Regions from separate parts of the Drosophila melanogaster genome. Here region 2 is linked to region 1. Evidence: chromatin contacts called from public Hi-C data. All regions are on one chromosome and are shown on one strand. The core of a region is the stretch at or near the end of the contact, and the rest is flanking DNA. Distances in the headings are between cores, read along the strand shown.

Region 1 (3,163 bases), core at 357-2,856:
AAGAGCAGACAACGCCGAGATATCCATAAGTCAATTTCCACAAATTATGCAAAATTATTTAAATTGCACAAGGAGCAGCAAGGAGGCGGCCAAAAAATCAACAGGAGACTGCTCTCTTTTCTTTTTTTTCAACTACGTTTTCTTTTTTTTTTTAGATTTTTTGGCAAGCAAAGCGCATGCAAATGCCAAACGGAAATGGCAAACAAACCATAATGTGACGACAGCGGCGGCAACTTCCGCTCTCGGCCGAAAATGAAAATGAAGTTCTCTCTCTCTCTCTATCTCTTTTCAGACAAAATCGTATGCAAATCAGCTGACGGCTGGCAAAAAGTTCAGCGTACGCTTAACTTTTCACCGGCCACGCCCCCTTTTCTTGCCGCCGCCCTTGCAACGCGCATGAGCACCGACATTGTCTGGCTCATTTGCGCCAATTTTTTACATAAAAATACAATAACAGCAGCGGTGGAAAAAAAGTCATGAAAGAAAGGAAATCCAAGTGCCCCTTTCTATCACACCATTTTTGCCACCCATCGCCCCGTGCCACATTTACATTTCACATTTTTGTTTTTTTTTTGCCGCTGCTGCTGAACTTATTTTCGCAGTTTGTTTGTTTGGACGAGTGTGTGTGTGTGTGTGTGTTTGGCTTATTTTTTTTTTACTTCACTTTACATCGATTTTGCATAATTTTTCAAGGTCGTCGGCAGTCGGCGGCGGGTGTTGCATACATTAGCATTTGCCCAACTGGCGACGCTGCAAGGAGCGAAAGAGAGGGCCAAAACAGTTGGAGTTGGCCATTTGTGCAACCAACTCGGTGGGTCTCAGTTTGTCTTTCTCGGCGGCCGGAGGAAAAGTTGCTGCCACAGTTTTGCACAGTTCGTTGGCCCATTAAGCTACATTCTATGTGCCACTATTTTCTGGTTTATAGCCAAAACGGTCATTGACTGACAGGCTGGAATTTGATGTTGCAAATGGTTGAGCAATACAAATCGCTTAATATTCAAACAAATTTATGCAAGCATAACATTTCTAGTATTTCCGAAAACTACACCTATTGTGTAATATGTTGTTAAGGAAAAGCTTAAATATTTATCATAGAGTATAATCAAAAACCACTTAAAATTTTAGTATCAATTTAGACCTATCTCACCCTTTTTTCCCACCCTGAGTATAAGCTAATTTACTAGTTGCTAAGACTTAATGACTAATGCCACATTTAGGCCCAATGAGATAAGTGGCCTAGTTGAGAGCCTTGAACCTGCGGTCAGAGCGGCGACACTTGCCTGACCACCTTGTATACACCTTTTTGGCGGCTGCACCACCAACTGCACTTCTTGCCAGCTGCTCCCCCTTCCATGGCCCTTCCACTGCCACTTGGCGATAAGGAAAAGGTGGCCTGGAATGGGGGAAAAGTCGCATACTTTCTCGCTGCCGTTTGCCAGACATCGCGACCATCCAGCGAAGCGTTAATGAATTATAGCCGCGAATGCGAGCCGCTGACTACCGTGACATGGCAAAAGGCAAGAAGACAATGGTCTGGCGAGGTCTGGAAAGGACGCAGGCCCGAGGGCCACAGTAAAACACCTTGCCGTAGCGACGGGGTCCTTGTCGATCGTTTCGGCCAGGACAACAACTAATTACCGTGCCTGGAACAATTTTTATGGCATTTATGCGCTCAGTTGAGCGCGATCGTTGCTCCTTCGTTTATTCTGTGTTTTTTATATATATACATTTTTTTCCTTTTTTTTCCAGCCACAGTCACCTTTTGTGCACAGGTACACAAATTATTTTGTTACCAAAACCCAAAACGAAGTCAAGGTGCGTCTGCACAACTTCAACTTCAGAACGCTCCTGGGCCTCTTTGGCTATCAGTTTCGGTTTCGGTTTCAGTTTCAGTTGCTTCCACTGGTTTGCCGGGCCAGAGTTTTCTTTTGGCCTGCCCTCTGGTATCTGATAGGCATCTTTTGGGTTGGCCATTGTCTCCGGTTTTGTTGCCAATTATTAGCACTTGAGGTACCAGAAGCCTCGCCAAATTGAGTGAGCATTGTGTCTGCTCTGCCCGCTTGCCGTTCAATTAATAACATTTTGTCAATTCAGAGAAATTGCACCTAGAGCTGCGGTGGGATTTAGTGCACCGGTTTCAGGTGGTAGTATTAATCTGATTTAAAATCGAACCAGTTCGATTCGCTCCAGTTTGTCATTGCCCAAGGACGGCAAATTGGTAACCGAAAAGATATCGCACTAAAAATTAGCCGACACGCACTTGGGCGATTTATCAATTTCAGGTCGCATACCAAAATGGTGACATTTAACAAGGTTCTAAACATATTTCGCTTTTGGCCTAATCGCTAACTGCGGCGGCAGTAAAAATAAAAGTGAAAAAAAAAATAGAAAAAGAAAAACACCAACAGAGTTTAACAACAAGGAGAACCAGAACAACTTCGGTGCGCACCTGGTGATCAAAGTGGTTTTTCAAAATGCAGCCACACAACAAACAACACACATGCCAGCGATACCAACAAATCATATCAGCACAGAAGTTATTGAAAGATATTGGAAACATATATTGGAAGTTTTATAATAATACCTGGAAAGTAAATACACATTATGTAAATCCACATGTTACTTTTTAATATTTAAACCTTTGTCACTCACAACATAATGTGTCACCCCACAATCCAGTGTAATCTAGAGTCGCCATAACCAGGCTGGAACCACTTTCGTTTGCCACTTGCAAACACGCTGACCAATTTCCAGCTACGACACACGGATCTTCCACGGGGATCCATTTAACATTTTGACAAATCAAACAAAGCCAAAAGCTGTGAAATCTCCAGTGGGGCCTTTCACTCCCACTCTCGCACCATCAGCTGAAAAAAAATTCCAATGAAAATCGAAAACGCGTGGAGGAGCAGCTGGGGACGATGCGATATCTATGGGTTTTCGGTTACGGGAGACTGGAAATTGTCGTGTTAGACTTTCAGGCATCTCTACGACGTGCAGCGCCAAAGATTTCATGCTATTTATGAAGAGCAAATAGGAGGCACTGGCCAACATGGACCGGCAATGGCCAATACACCAGACCATCGAACCGAACCAGAGGCCTCCGGCCAGGGCGGGCAAACAGTAATAAAAACATGACGACAACAGCCAACAATGAGCAGTC
Region 2 (3,163 bases), core at 184-2,683, 94 kb before region 1:
GTTTTTATAGGCCGTTCGAAACCAGCCAGAAGCTCTTCTTCCGGGCCACTTTAATTTCTCTATTTCCACTGTATTTTTTTCTGGTCTTTTCCGACCGAATGTCGGTGGTTACCTTGCTGCTCTTGTTATTCGCCGCAATTGCCAGACCATAAAAATTAACAATTAACAGAGCGCTTAAAATGAACAATCGCAAATCGCGGCTTACAAAATTGCCGTGGAAATGCCATGATATAAAATTGAAAAAATGGCGTGTCACAGAGGGGGAAAATGAGAGAAAAACTTAAGAAAACGAAAATTTATGAATTTGGAAATACACTAAACAATTCTAAAGAGTTTATATTTGAAATCGTGCCCTGTAGTCAATTAGTTCGGAAATATGGCAATACATTAATTTCTATATGTTAGGCTTTTTGTTATTTCTTATTTATACGAATTTATTATATAGTTAAGCTACCCTTTACAAGCTCATACTTTATATAGAGCATAATTATGAGACGGAAGACTGGCGACCGTGCCGACCAACGGACAGCGTGGACAAAAAGGGTTATGAATGTGAAATTGTCATGCAAGAATTAGCCATGTTCTATGTTGTGGCCACGTCGCGAGTATTTCGTTACATTTTATTCTTATTTTTAACCCGTTTCTGCCTCTGTTATTTTTTCCGTTTTTTTTTCGCTGTCTTTTCGCTGGTTTTGTGGCTAACCGTCACGTCAAGTAAGCCGGCTTTTTATGGCTCCATTCGGTTCAGAATGTCGGCAATTATTTCCGAAATGCTGGAAAAACATTGCTAAATGTTTGCCATGTTTGCTTGACGCTCAGGAAACGTAAACATTTAGTGTAGTCCGTGTAGGTTCACCCACTCTATGGGATCTATCGGATATGGGCACCCCCCAGTGGAGTTTTCCCACCCCCTCCATACTGGGCAAAGTCACCTCATATGCATTCATAACTAACCCGATGGAAAATGCATTTTAATGTGCGCAAAAATCCAATTTAAATTCAGAGCATTTTCTCTTCTCGGCAGACGCAGCATGCAATCACAAAATTAGTTGGCGACGAGATAAGAATTTTACTACTCTGCCACATAAAAATATTATAAAGATACCTATATATATAGATGTGATATAGGGGGTAATGCGTATAAATCAACGAAATAGGGGAAGCACAGCTGCAAACAAATTCCAAATAATTCCTGTGAGCGACGTGGAAAATTCATTTGACAAAATGCACAAAAAAGCAATTTCGAGCTGCAGACAAATTGAAATATACGCAAGGAGCAGGTGCCGCTGAAGGGGGGGGGGGCGGTGGTGTGCGTGGTACTGCAGTGACAGTTGGGTAAATAAATATGTGGGTGTATGTATACATAGAGGGAGTACATAGGGAAAAGGCGAGGCGACATTCGGTCATGTATTTAGAGTACGAAGATGCAGCCACCACCTAAAAGTATGCTACGAAAACAGACGAAGCGGCTGCTGCTTCTTCTTCCTCAGCTGCCGTATGTGAGAGGCGCCTACGCTTGTGTGTGTAGGTGCGCCTGAGCTTTTCGATTTCAGTTCGCTTGTGTGTGTGTGCGCGTGTGTGTGAGTGGTGTGCGATTCGCCATTCGCGCGTTGAAAATAGGAGGAGCTGAGAAAAACTTTCCATGCGCAGTTCGAATTGCTAACAAAAAATATGAACTAGAAAAATGCGCTGTAATATTGGAAAATAACCAAAAAACTTCTTGGCCAAAAACTCTATGAAATTTTAGTGGCTTATTTAAAGAACTTTTTTATTGCGGAAAGGAATAGATTTGCATATCATGCCAAATATAAATTATGAATTTAAAAAGCAGGCTTTTAAAGTTAACCTTTCATTTACTGAAACAAATTTTAATTTGGGTTAATGTAGGTTTTAAATTAAATAAACATTCTTTGCATATCTTCTTAAAATTTAAAGCTTGAAGTAGAATACAGATGGAGGTGTACTTAAAATGATTACTAAATTTCCCGTTGCGGCAATTTCGCAAAACTTGAAGCTTTTTAACATAGATTTAATCCCTCCATTCCATTTTTTCAACCTTTTTTTCTAGGTTTTTCTAACTAATGCGGAAAAGGCGGAGCTCATTGCCTGTCATTTTGGTTTTTGCCGCCCCTTTGGGGTTCAACCCACGGCAGCCAAGTCCCGGAAAACGTACCCAAGCCCCCCGTTGCGATAGATATCTCCTGGCTATTAGTACGAAAGACAGGCTTGGGGGCCAAGTGAGTGAACTCCAAGGTATCGATGGCATCGATGGCCCAACAGGCCGTTTAGCGCCATCAGACAATTCCCGCTGGCTCAGCGGCATTCACGCGTGCGCAAACGGGTTACAGAGGGCTATAAATATATACATTTATACATATATATATACGATCTGGGGGGAAACAGGATGAATGCAAGCTGGGAGCACCCAACAACAATCAGTCGATTGTCACAGATATTTGTCATGTTTCTCTGGCCAAACTTTCCCTGCTGTTCTGGCCTGCAAAACGTTGTAAAAATGTCAATTGCGTTTTCTGCCTTTTATTTGGATTTTTTCCCCCCCCATATGTGTTTGGTCTCTGTTGCTTCTGTCCATCGATCGGGTTTCATGTAATTACATTGTTTTCTGATTCATAATTAATTTGATCTGTTCTCCACTCGAGCAGGCCGCATTTTTCTGAGCACTCCAACTGATTTTTACATGAGCTCGCAGGCAATCGAACATTGATAGTTACTGAGTGATGATTTAATGAGGCAAACGTGGCATGTTGTGAATGAAATCAATTTTGTGAATGTGCAGAATGGCAAAAACAATGCCACCGCACGATGGAAACATCCCAGGAAGCGAAGGACAGACGGCTAGCATTCATACATAGTTGCGAGTACCACTTGCAGCATAAATATCTCCAGTTGGGTGTTGTAATGAGTCTTATGAATCAATGAAATGTTGATTGAGTCGAGCTGGAGCAGCTGCCAGTGCGTTTCCCTTATTAGCCATATTGCTATAGCTGCAGTCATTCTTAAAGATTCTTTTATAAATATTACTAGTATTTGATGAAGAGCTTAGTACTTTCACAAGATCTAATAAATATATCATATCAGAGTTTTCCTTTTTGCATTATGGTTGAAAATATATACAAAATTTATTCATAAATTTCATTGGCTT

Evidence for each region. A called contact is a pair of places that touch in the nucleus more often than the background predicts.
Region 2: a Hi-C map of the Kc167 cell line shows a contact between it and region 1, with 2.0 times the contacts expected there. A contact is called at or near these places in 3 of 107 Hi-C or Micro-C datasets (the Clone 8 cell line, the Kc167 cell line and the S2 cell line).

Annotation. Positions count from the first base shown.
Region 1 is chr3L:6,830,539-6,833,701 of dm6, reverse strand. No RefSeq gene overlaps it. Among named protein-coding and RNA genes, the nearest start is that of lncRNA:CR45115, 34 kb to the left of the region's middle.
Region 2 is chr3L:6,924,376-6,927,538 of dm6, reverse strand. No RefSeq gene overlaps it. Among named protein-coding and RNA genes, the nearest start is that of CG45413, 6.0 kb to the left of the region's middle.